3 separate regions of the Anas platyrhynchos genome follow, and all the other regions are linked to region 2. Evidence: chromatin contacts called from public Hi-C data. All regions are on one chromosome and are shown on one strand. Each heading gives the region's core, a stretch centred on a gene start, on an enhancer-like site or on the middle of the called end of the contact. The rest is flanking DNA. Distances are from core to core; before and after follow the strand shown.

Region 1 (4,088 bases), core at 267-2,766, 220 kb after region 2:
GCCCAAAGACTATATATGTAGTGAAGATTCTTCCTTCCAGATTAGGCATCTGAGTGAAAGCTTTACTCACAGGCAGTGTTAAACACCACAAGTTTTATTATATTTGGACAATGCAAAATGTTTACAAATATTTCCAGTCATTTTTTCTGGTGAGCTGATTTTATTGTAATGATGGCAAAGTATTGGGTTAAAATTGCCATTTACATCTACCTGCACTGAGCAAAGATGGTACAGAGACCTCCTCTTTGCAAGGAGGTAGATGGGTACTGGATATGACACAGCACTCGTTTTTATGTGGCTTCCCAGAGGCAGGCATCTTTATGCAACTGCAGCAGATTTTACCAGTTACATTTACTGTTTATTTAAGTGTAATGTACTGATAGATTTGGCAGATCATCCCTTAGAAATACTATGGCCCTTGTGTGTTGCTTGTGTGGACATAGGGGCCATCCCAGGGATGACAGTAACCCAGAGATTTGAGCACTGCTATTACTTTGAGGCAGGCTGGAGTTATAACCACCATTTGCCACTGAGGAATTCAGAAGCAGAATTTTTCTTGCCATTTATAGCCTTCCCTTTTCTAGGCTGCAAGACTTGTCATCCTCTCAAAGGAGCTGCATGCAGTCTCCTACATACGTATCAGCAATCGTTAGCTTCATACTTGTTGATTCAAGTTTTTGGGATACTTGAATCTTCCAGCACAGGCAGAGTAGATCACAAAAAGGATGGTAGTCAGAGATACTGTGTACCCAACAGACATGTTGGGCTTTCTGGTGGGTATCAACACTTTCAGCTAAAACCTAAGGGGAAAAGGCAGAAATAAATGATGCTGTCGTTTACTGTGACATCTTCCACCCCCCCAAAAAAAGAAATCTTTGGTGTTGATCGGTGTATACTGCTTTGCCTTTACTGTGACAGGAGGAATCACAGGATGCCTCGGGTTGGAAGGGCTCTTAGGATGTCTCCATGCCAAGCTCCTGCTCACAGCAGAGGGGTTGCTCAGCTGAGATCAGGCCAGGTTGCGTGCCAGAGCCTGGGTTTGTTGCTGTGCTCACACCCAAGGCCAGAATGGAGAAGCTGTCGGTCATGAATAAAAGATAAAAAGCCCGGTGTGTTATAATTAGCTGCAGAAGGCTCGACTTGAAGGCAGGAATTGAACCGAGCTGCAGCGATGCAACCAGCAGGCTGACGAGGACGGGTTTTGTTGCATTTATTATCTTTTTTTTTTTTTTGTCGTATTGTTGTTCCAACAGCACGTACTGCCTGTATTGAACACCTTTACACCACACAGAGGGAGCACCTGCCCCGTGCTGGCCCTGGGGACAGCGACAGCCCCGCTGGGCGGCAGGGCGGGACACGGGGGGGCGCTTCTAGCACCTTCCCCCCCGCCTCACCACACCACAGGGGCCGGGGTCTCCCCCTCCTCCCCCCGCCTTGGTCTCGCCCCGCTCCTCCCTCCCTCCCCCCCCCACCGCGGCGCCGTGTGGTCCGTCCCGCTGCTATATAAGGGCCGGGGTGGGCGGCTCCGCGCCACAGCGCTGAGGGCGGCGGTGAGGAGCGGGAGGTGCTGCTGCTGCCGCTACCGGGGGACATCGCCGCGTGAGGGGACATCGCCTCCTGCCTGCAGCCATGGCGTGGCAGCCCATGGAGATCAACCCCGAGGTGCGCGCGGGGGGCCGGGCGGTGAGGTGAGCTGAGGCGAGGCGCTGAGCTTCCACTCAGCCCCCGTCTCCCCCTCGTTGTCTTGCAGATGCTGAACAAAGTGAGTGCGCGGCGCCTTCCTCCTCCTCCTCCTCCTCCTTGTTCCCTGTGTCACCGCGGCGGGTGGCGGGGCCCTGAGGGGCTGCGGCCGTGCCACCCGCCCGCTGTGCCCCGCAGGTGCTGGCCCGCCTGGGTGTGAGCCCCGGCTGGCGCTTCGTGGACGTGCTGGGCTTCGAGGAGGAGGCGCTGGGCGCCGTGCCCAGCCCGGCCTGCGCCCTGCTGCTGCTCTTCCCCCTCACCGAGCAGGTAGGTGGGGCCCTGAGCCGTGCCGAGGGGTGCTGGGCATCCCCTGCACATCCCCTCGCTGGTGGCAGGATGAGCTGCCAGCCTGCTGCTCGCCCTGGTGCTTGCTCTGTGGGGTTTCTGCAGGCTGGGTTGTGCCTAAAATGAAATAAAAAACAAGCTGGCAGCCTATAACCTTCCTGTTTAGTAAGGGTACCTTTCCCGGTTGGTAGGGATGCTGTCTGGGCAGGCAGTGGTCAGATATTGCAGAGTGGGTGTGGTCTGGTGGGTGCCTGTGCTCAGCCCTCGCCTCCAAACAGCTTGAGCTGAGGGAAAACAAGCCAGAAAATAAGGCTGCTTGCTCCGATACACCTCCTGTGCTTCGGTTTGTGTGCCTGGCTGAAGAAAATGCTGCCTTGAGCGTGGGGAATGGTGGTTCAGCCATCATGCTGAATCATTGCTCGGGAAGGCCTAAACCACTCCTGGGTGATTAAGGTGCTTTGTCTGACCAATGCTGAAGAACTGGATGAGGAGGTGGTCTTTGAAACAAAAGATGCTTAATGTTATTCGACTGAAGGGTTATAACCTTTCAGTAGCAATGGGTTTTACGCTGGTCTATACATCCTGCTGATAGGGAGGGGTTCATGAAGGGAGGTAACCTAACGGTACAAATGCGGAGACATGCTGAGTAGTCTCATTAAATAGGCAAAACAATTGAGAGGATAAAAGAGCCTATCCATTATTACTTCCCCCTCAAGCTGTTTCCAGTGTACCACACAGATGGAGAGGCCAAGAGCAATGCTTTTGGATATGACTGAGTCATGCAGGTAGTCCATTAAGGCTTGGCCTGCATCCAGAGTAGGCATTACAATGCTTTACTGGACCCATGCCATGAAGATGACTTTCTGTGCAAGTCTTTTCTGTCTAGACCTGGTATCGGTTCTCCTGCATATCTGTCTGTGTGGCAATTTGCATAATAAAAAGGTAACACTATAGTGAAATGTTTGAAATGATTATGTGTTTACAGCATGAGAACTTCAGGAAACAACAGACTGAGAAAATAAAGGACCAAGAAATCAGTTCCAAGGTGTATTTCCTGAAGCAGACTGTCAGTAACTCGTGTGGGACAATTGGTCTGATACACGCAGTTGCTAATAACAAAGACAAGGTGAAACTTGGTGAGTATGAACATTCTGGAGTGCTTGAATTTCCAGTGTTCTTCACAACAGAGGAAGGCTGAGTGGGTGTGAGCTGTAGTAGACATGTTGTGCTGCTGCTGGTAAGTGGGCTTTGTATATGTTGGAGAGAAGCACAAATTGCAGAAGTGAATGTGTCTTGACTCTGGTGACTGCAGAGGTACCCTAGTGAGTATCATGGGGTGGGGGAGGATGCACAGCAGGACTGGCCAATGTATCTGTAACTTGGAAGCATCATGTTCAGAAGTGGCCACTGACATTGGTGTTGATGTCAACTGAACAGATAAAATTCATGACAGTTATGTCTGTCATAGACTTGCTCAGGGTAGTCCATAAATCAATTTAAATTGTTCATTTTTCCATAGATAAGTAATACAGGATGATACGGGTGTGGAAATAAACTTCCTATAAAGGATGGGTTTGATTGTATCTTTTCCTATAGAAAGAGAACCAAAACTGGCCTAGGTAACAGGTGACTGGAGCCTTCCATTTCCTAGCAAGCAGGCTTACAAGTTCTTGTAAAGAAAGGCATGTCACTGGGTCAAAAAGTACCTTCCTGTTCAAACTGCAAAATACAGCAACTTCTTGTCACTGTCCCTTGAACTTGAAATCCCACACCACCCAAGGGGTTCTTACACCAAGGAGAAGGATGTGTGGAAGGCAAGATTGAGACCAGCTTTGCTTTGTGCTTCTTGAAAGGCATCTCTGAGATAGCACCCTTGAGTGCTATGGCATCTTTTTCAGGTAAGACTAGGAATTCAGTGTGTCCTAGTACTGCACTACTAGTTCATGCTCTGGAAAGACAAAACAAGCCTAGCATAACCAAGAGCTATATTCATCTGCAGAGTCTCAAAGGACAGAACTTAAATATCAATTGACAGAATATGGATAGATAAAACTGTTCTTGCC
Region 2 (3,743 bases), core at 14-2,513:
ATTCTAAAATGCTGCCATAAGTTCAGGTCTCTTTTTCTATCTTAGTATGTTTGCATAAGGTTTTCGAATACATAAAGACCCTCTGCATGCCTTCTAGTTTGAAGTCCTCACATAAGCACTCTTTCTGTGATAGAGTTTGCAACGCTTCTTCCTCCAGTGTAGTAAGGCCATGGGAAATTATCTTCTCTTCCAGAATGCTGCCTAGATGATGAGTTTCTCTGCTGCCAGGGTATCTTTTGGCCTCTATTGCCTTCTTTTTCACATGTCTACAAAATGTAATTTAAAAATCTAATTAAACAGCCTCTCTGCTGTTGTAAAACTGGGCATATTCATCCAACCGGAGACACAGAAGAAAGGCTACATAATGGCAACCACAATATTTTTCTACTGGTTTTGTTGTATTTATTAACTACTCAGCACTTTAATGTTTTGATATATTTCTGAGATTTAAATAGAAAATGCATCTGTAAAACTGTTTGCCAAACTTAATGTTAAAATGTTTCATACCCAGTAAGTCGAGGAAGACTCAAACAAAATGGTAAGTCTTTCGCTCTACTTTAAATGAGACTGAGCTCTATGCATACTTCTGTTAAAGGACCCTAGGGAAAAGGGCCATACCGAAAGACAAGGTAGAAATCAGACAGAAAATAGTCACAGGAAAAGTGTCAAGAGATTCACAGTGCTATGGCTCCCAGCTGTATGTTGCCCTCTCTGAACGTGTTCTGCTGATTGAAGAGAACACATGGCCATTCCTGTGCATCCATGAAAAGCCATGCAGTGTAGCTTGAACCACCTGCCACTACAGATAAAGCTAAGCCACCAGACTTTGTCCTGATGTGGCTGAGGAGTGTTCACTCGTGTGATCCCACAAGGGGTATCTGGTGGAGCAGCGATAATAAATCCTGGGTGAGAGGTGTGATACGGCATTAGCTCTAACTCATTTGTTAAACATAAACCTAAACCTAGCTTTACTTCTGTACTGGACGCGGGGTGTGTCCCCACCACATATTGGTTATATAGGAGAGTGGGACAGACGGTAAAGCAGAGGCAAGAAAAAGGAGGCTGTAGACCACTTCCCATTTGTCTTAGGTACTAGAGAACAAACACTGAATTTAGCATCGCACTTGAAGTCGACGCACAGGGAACACCTTAGCAGCCTCCCCTGCAGGGCAGCAGCAACAAGGCAGACACCACAGCAACCCCCTGGCAGTGGGTAAGGAAATGGCCGCCCTGGCCCAGGCCGGGCCGCCCCGGCCGGTGCCCGGCAGCCGCCGGCAGGTGGCACCGCAGCCACGGCCGCGGCCTGCGGCCTGCGCCAGCTCCAGGGGGAGCCGAGCTGATGGCAGCGAGCACCAGGCACGACGGTGAGGCCAATCGTGAACATTAACAGCAGGAATCACGCCGTTAATTAATTCATTTTCATGCAAAGCTCGGACTTACGAGTTGGCCCCTAACTCTGCCGTTACCATGTGCTATGTCTCCAGTCGTATTTTCTGAGCAGCGAGATACAGCTTACCAAAACGCGTGCTTTATTTCTCACAGAGATCACAGCTGTCATTCATTCCTTTGATCCAAAGATTTCAAAGAGTTAGGGAAATTTTCTTATTTGACTCCAGGGCTTGGATTTCAACAGGGAGAGATATAAAGACAGAACAAGGAGAATTTGGATACGTAGCATTAATGCAATCAGATAACTGAGCTGTCTGATCAAACATTGCCAAATTGACCGTGTCCTCTATTGAATTTATATACATATTATGTGTAGGAAATTTAGTGCAATGTTACAGAATTTTGTTGTAAAGTTCATTATTAAAAAATAAAAAATCTGCATTAATCTGGCAAAACTCAGTTTGGGAATAATGTTTTTATTTATTTATTTATTTATTTTCCTCCGCTGGAATTTCTTTTTATGCTAAGGAGTATCAGGTAGTATATTTCCATTTACAAATGCTTCAGTTCATGTATCAGGCTGTAACTGTGACTCTAGCTCTGCAAAGTAAGCTTGAAGAGTGTGAATACTGCCAGGGAGTACTAGAAACATCAAAAACTCAGCATCACACAGAATGTGATTTTAGCTACCTCTACCTGTTCTCTTGGTTGAAATGAAATTACAACACAACCCATTTCTATAAATCTTTCAGACCAGGAGGCTAACTCCCTACTGACCTCTCCACACATGGGGGGAGCTTTCACATCAGTGGGGGTTATTGCCAAGTATCAGAGCTTCAAACTGCTAAAGGAACATGAGAAAATTTGCCCTAAGTTCTGAATCTGTCATCTGACTGTTCATGCTGTGAACTTTAAAGACAAACTTGAGACACTAAACCTGGAAGGTTTCTCAAGAGCAATGTGATGCCTGTTTAGAAGGTTCAGGCTAATCACTGGAATATCACTGAAATTAACCTCGTTGTAATTATTTCTCATTTTTACTGGTAGACCTCAAGTTACAAGTTGCAGTAATTAAGTGGCATGAAACTGCTGGGTGAATATCCTCAGGTCAAAGTAAAATGCTTTTCATTTGCTATAGCAACATTTATCAATTTTCGTAAATGCCAGTCATCTCAATGAATAAATTAAGAAATGGCTCGATTTCATGTAACAAGGACATGTTTAATTCAGACCTTTAGCTAATACAGTTTTAGCTCAAACTGGGTGAGCTAATGCAGCATTTTGTCAGTCCAGGGCTTGCAATGATCAGTTATTCACCTCTGAAACCAAGGGAAGGTGATCTGAATGGACAAGATAAGGATTTAATAAATTAGAAAAGAAAGATTACAAAATGGAGGTCTTGTTCTATAATTTAGGTATAAACTTATTTAAGATCTTGTTTCAGAAAAAAAAAATAGTGCCTAGACTTGCATCCTTTTATTTTCCTTTCACTGAGGTTCTATAGAGAAGGGGAAATTCAGAGGCACATATAAAACTGCTGTTAAGAACAAAACCTTCAAATTAACAATAAATAAATAAATATCAAACATTAATTTCATCATCAAAGTCGAAACTCAGAGCCCTGCAGTCCTTCTATTATCATTAATACCATCACCGGGCTTTTTAACAACAGAAAGAATAAAACAGCAACAGTTTTCTATGTATTTTCACAACTTCATGTTATGATATCCTTCACTAGTGTAATGGAACGAGCTCTTCACCAAGGATTTGGTAGAGGCAAAGTTTTGGAAAAAGGAGATGGATGGTAACTGTGCACTATGTTCAATCGTTTATTTTCTTTCTCTTTGTTTAGTATTTTCCTTCTAGTTTCCTTATGGTACTTTGAATAAAACCATTTTTCTCCCATCAAAATTCTGATTTTAATAGCCTCTATGGGAACACGTAATGCTCATGCACACAGTGTTCTTTTGCTTGAACCAGATCAGTGTACAGATGCAGAATCAGTGAAATTTTACATGAAGCCAAAACAATGTAGTTGTTTTGATTTAGGACAGATAAGCACACTGCTATTTCAGTTCAGGAAAGTTTTGTTCAGAGAGCTAGTATGATCACAGTGGTATGCAATGGGATTCAGCAGCCCTAGCTAATAATGCTAATGAATTAACTGCTCAGAAAATGCAGCCTTATCACCGACATCAACTGAGTAATACAAAAAAGCAAATATAACACGAAATGCAAGGTTCTATACACAGGCCAGTCCATAATAAGAACAGTAAGAGACCAACAGTGTAAACATTTTTATGCTAAAATCACAGGCAAGAAAATTGTCTTCTTCGCTGCATGTTGGCCAACCC
Region 3 (3,732 bases), core at 632-3,131, 130 kb before region 2:
GAGGGGGATGATGTGTGTCCGGGGGGAGACAAAGAGGTAAGGAGTCAACTTTCCAATAGAAATGATGACAGTGATCTCAAGGAGAAGCTGAATGGAAATTTGAATAAAAGCTGTGGAGTTCATGGTGAAGACGGTAGGGAGAATGTTAACTGCTGTTCCTGTTACAAAATGCTGATAAAGAATATCGAGTACATTGCTAACTGTGTTCGAGACCATAAAGCAAACCGGGCCAAAGGGATTGAGTGGAAAAAAGTAGCAAAAGTGATGGACAGGTTTTTCATGTGGATTTTTTTTATCATGGTGTTTTTCATGAGTGTGCTGATCATTGGGAAAGCAGCTTAACTGCAGATGAACACATTCATTTTGTAGGTATGAATGTACTGGGTTAGCTCATTTCAGTGGAGCTGTGGGGTAGGTGTGCTTCTGAGATCTTTGTGTCTTCTGTTCTGTAACAATAAACCAGCTCAGTAGGCTGCAACGGCATGTTGAGACATTGCTCAGCGGATGGCTTTATTAGTGGCTTTCATTGCATTTTAATATGGGAGTGCAGCCCCGATGAGGCTGCTGGATGAGCAGTCTGTGCTCCGTCTTAATGAACGGTGGCCACGACTGCAGGCTGATCGGGGGAGCAATGCAGTGATGGAGCCGACAGCCTAGCAGGGAGCACTCTATTCAGAGGGCTGCACCTTGTAACTTGGCTGGCCTTTTCTCTCTGCCAGAACAAAAGTGGGGTATTTGTGAGATTGTGACAGTTCCTGGAATTTACTGCTTCATGGCACTGCCCTTTTTTCCTTTTTTAGCTTGCCTAAGTTAGCTTATTTTGTTAAGGGCTTTTTCTGGTTACTGTTCATGTCTGCTCATAGGCTCCACCTGCCTCTATCTTGCTCTCTGGTGTGCCTTTCACTTCTGCTACCACTGAGTATACCACTAAATATGACTGTACCTTGATTTTCCTTTTAATCATTTCCTGCTGCTAAATATTGCTCCATTGTTACTACAGGCACAGTAAGCCAGAATGACAGGACTTTTTCCTCACCAAGTCACAGGGCCTCTCCTCCTTTCTCTTCCTTCTGATTCTAACAGTAGGAAGGGCTTCTCATCCTCCCTAGATATTTCATTGCTCTGGACATTTGTTCAAAATGGGCCTTTAAATGTCACTTGTGAGGCTGTTAAAATAGGCTGTGAGTGTCTAGTCTCTGCTCATTGTATTGATCTTGACTAATGCTCACCCCATGTGTCTGTTATCTGGTTTTGAATCACTAAGGTCAGAAGGGACCTCTGGAGACCATCTAGTCCACCCCCCGTGCTCAAGCAGGGTCACCTAGAGCATGTTGCACAGGATCACGTCCAGGTGGGTTTTTTAATATCTCCAGGGGAGCAGACTCCACAATCTCTCTGAGCAACCCCTTCCAGTGTTCTGTCACTCTCACAGTAGAGAAGTGTTTCCCCATATTCAGGTGGACCTTCCTGTGTTTCAGTTTGTGCCTGTTGCTTACCTCTGGGCACCACCAAAGAGCCTGGCCCCATCATCTTGACACCCTTCCCTAAGAAATTTATATGCATTGATGAGATCCCCTCTCAGTCTTCTCTTCTCCAGGCTAATGAGGCCCAGTTTTCTCAGCCTTTCCTCATATGAGAGATGCTTCAGTCCCCTAATCATCTTCACAGCCCTCTGCTGGACTGTCTCCAGAAGCTCCATGTCCCTCTTGTACTGGGGAACCCAGAACTGGACACAATACTCCAGGTGTGGCCTCCCCAGGCCTGTGCAGAGTGGGAGGATCACCTCTCAACCTGCTGGCAACACTTTTCCTAATGTACCCCAGGATACCATTGGCCTTCTTGGCCACAAGGGGACATTGCTGTCTCATGGTTTACCCGCTGTCCACCAGGACTCCCAGTTTTTTTCCTGCAGAGCTGCTTTCCAGCAGGTCATCCCCCAACCTGTACTAGTGCGTGGGGTTATTCCTCTCAGGTGCAGGACCCTGCACTAGCTTTTGTTGAACCTCAGGAGGATCCTCTCTGCCAAACTCTCCAGCCTGGCCAGGTCCCTCTGAATAGCAATGCAGCATTGTGGTGAATCAGCCACTCTTCCTGCTTTTGTATCAGCAGCAAACATGCTGAGAGTGCATCCTTGTCCGTTCATCTGGTTCACTGGTGGGTAAGTTGGATAGGACCGGACCCAGCACAGACCCCTGGGGGACACAGCTACAGGCCTCCAGCTAGACTGTGGACACTCTCACACAACCCTCTGAGCTCTGCCATCCAGCCAGTTCTCAGTCCACCTCACTGTCTGCTCATCTAAATGTACTTAAATTATCAGCTGTCTAAAGGAATGCCAAGGTTGCTTTGCGCATTACTTAGCACAAAAGCATGATCTTACAGCACTATCATTAAAGTAGTGCCATAATCAACACGTTCCCTGTTCAACACCTTGCTGCTTAAGTGTACATGAATGTGTTTGCTGACAACACTAAAAAGCCCTCTCCTCTGTGTTAATTTCTTTTAACTCCTCAGACAAAAGTTCCAGAAGATGTCTCATGGTAAAGTGAGAAGCTTAAAAGCCCAGGCATGCCCTTGGCAGATAAATTGCTTTTACAAAGCATCCTGAATTTTGAAACCATGATATTCTAGATGCAGTGGGAGAGGCAGAAGGACACTGTAATGGATCCCAGTCAAAAGTTCATGTGATAAAATGAGTTTTCGTAACTGTTGCAGTTAATAGGAGCACACCTGTGAAGCTGTAACTTAAGAGTGAGGAGTCAAAATGGCAAACCGATGCAGTCGTCATGCCCAAATTTATTGAAAGAGAGGGATTTGTAGTTATTATTATTATGTAAATGATGCGTTGAATTCTAAATGCCAGGTTTTCTTTTGTGTGGAATAATTAATGCTGTAAGCTTATCTGGATTCTCATACATAATGCAAGCTTTAAAGTCCAGGTTCTAATGTAAAGATAAACTGGGTAGCTAGCCAAGAATAAACTCAGTATGTGGAAAAAGTCTCAAGTGTATTCCCTATATATTATCAGCTTCCAGTCAACTGGGGTAACTTTGAATATCTGCTTTAGAAACCAAGCTGTTCATTCTCCCTGTGCAGAAGAATGGTTGCAGACATTTGCCATGGAGCTCAGGGTTTGACATTTATACTGCCTCGTTTAGGAAACTGATTTGGTCTTTGTTGTGGAAAAAAGATACTGTCCCCAAAGCCTGGGAAGTAAAGTATTTAAAGATAAAGGTAAGGTATTCAGAAGAAATGGCTAAGGGAGTGTTTGTCCAAGGCTTATGGGTGGTATAAAGAAAATAGAGTTATTGTTTGCTCTCTCTTCTACTTTAGGAACCAGGTGCATCAAATATACTGCGAGGTAGTGGATGGGACTGACTATATACTGTGTGAGAAGGCTGAGGAACTCCTTGCAACAGAATCTGTGAATGCTAAAAGATTGTGTGGATTTAAAGAGCTGGGGGAAAACGGAAGAAAAATCTGTCAGGGTACAACTAAATACAGTCACGAAGAGTTGAAAGCTAGAGCAGTGTTTTTAGGGATTCAATACTGCCTATTCTTCTGTGCTCTTTATCCCATGTTTCAGGAATTCAGGTGTTACGTTATAAGCATGTTTCATCCCATGGTTAACAAAGCTTTGCTCTGATCCTGCCAGAAGTATGGGAAATATCTCAGAGCTGTTTCTCAAGAAATGCAGGAGTTTGGCAAGAACTCCTGATTGTGCAGGTCTGT

Evidence for each region. Hi-C and Micro-C count contacts between places; a contact is called where the count stands out from the background.
Region 1: a Hi-C map of skeletal muscle shows a contact between it and region 2, with 2.5 times the contacts expected there. The contact joins the promoter of UCHL1 here to the enhancer-like site in region 2. A contact is called at or near these places in 2 of 8 Hi-C or Micro-C datasets (skeletal muscle and subcutaneous adipose tissue).
Region 3: a contact with region 2 is called in a Hi-C map of skeletal muscle, with 6 times the contacts expected there. The contact joins two enhancer-like sites. A contact is called at or near these places in 2 of 8 Hi-C or Micro-C datasets (liver and skeletal muscle).

The regions. Positions count from the first base shown.
Region 1 is chr4:55,350,245-55,354,332 of IASCAAS_PekinDuck_T2T, reverse strand. UCHL1 (ubiquitin C-terminal hydrolase L1) reads left to right here and starts at 1,516. Exons shown (of 9, transcript XM_038178812.2): 1 at 1,516-1,662; 2 at 1,751-1,762; 3 at 1,879-2,007; 4 at 3,011-3,161. The coding sequence starts at 1,630.
Region 2 is chr4:55,567,066-55,570,808 of IASCAAS_PekinDuck_T2T, reverse strand. No RefSeq gene overlaps it. Among named protein-coding and RNA genes, the nearest start is that of RBM47, 27 kb to the left of the region's middle. Within about 2 kb of position 1,263, at least 2 of the 8 cell types and tissues checked have an H3K27ac peak or open chromatin away from gene starts, as enhancers often do.
Region 3 is chr4:55,701,695-55,705,426 of IASCAAS_PekinDuck_T2T, reverse strand. It overlaps CHRNA9 (cholinergic receptor nicotinic alpha 9 subunit), which reads left to right. Exons shown (of 6, transcript XM_013109625.5): 6 at 1-3,732. The coding sequence ends at 342. Among named protein-coding and RNA genes, the nearest start is that of CHRNA9, 21 kb to the left of the region's middle. Within about 2 kb of position 1,881, at least 3 of the 8 cell types and tissues checked have an H3K27ac peak or open chromatin away from gene starts, as enhancers often do.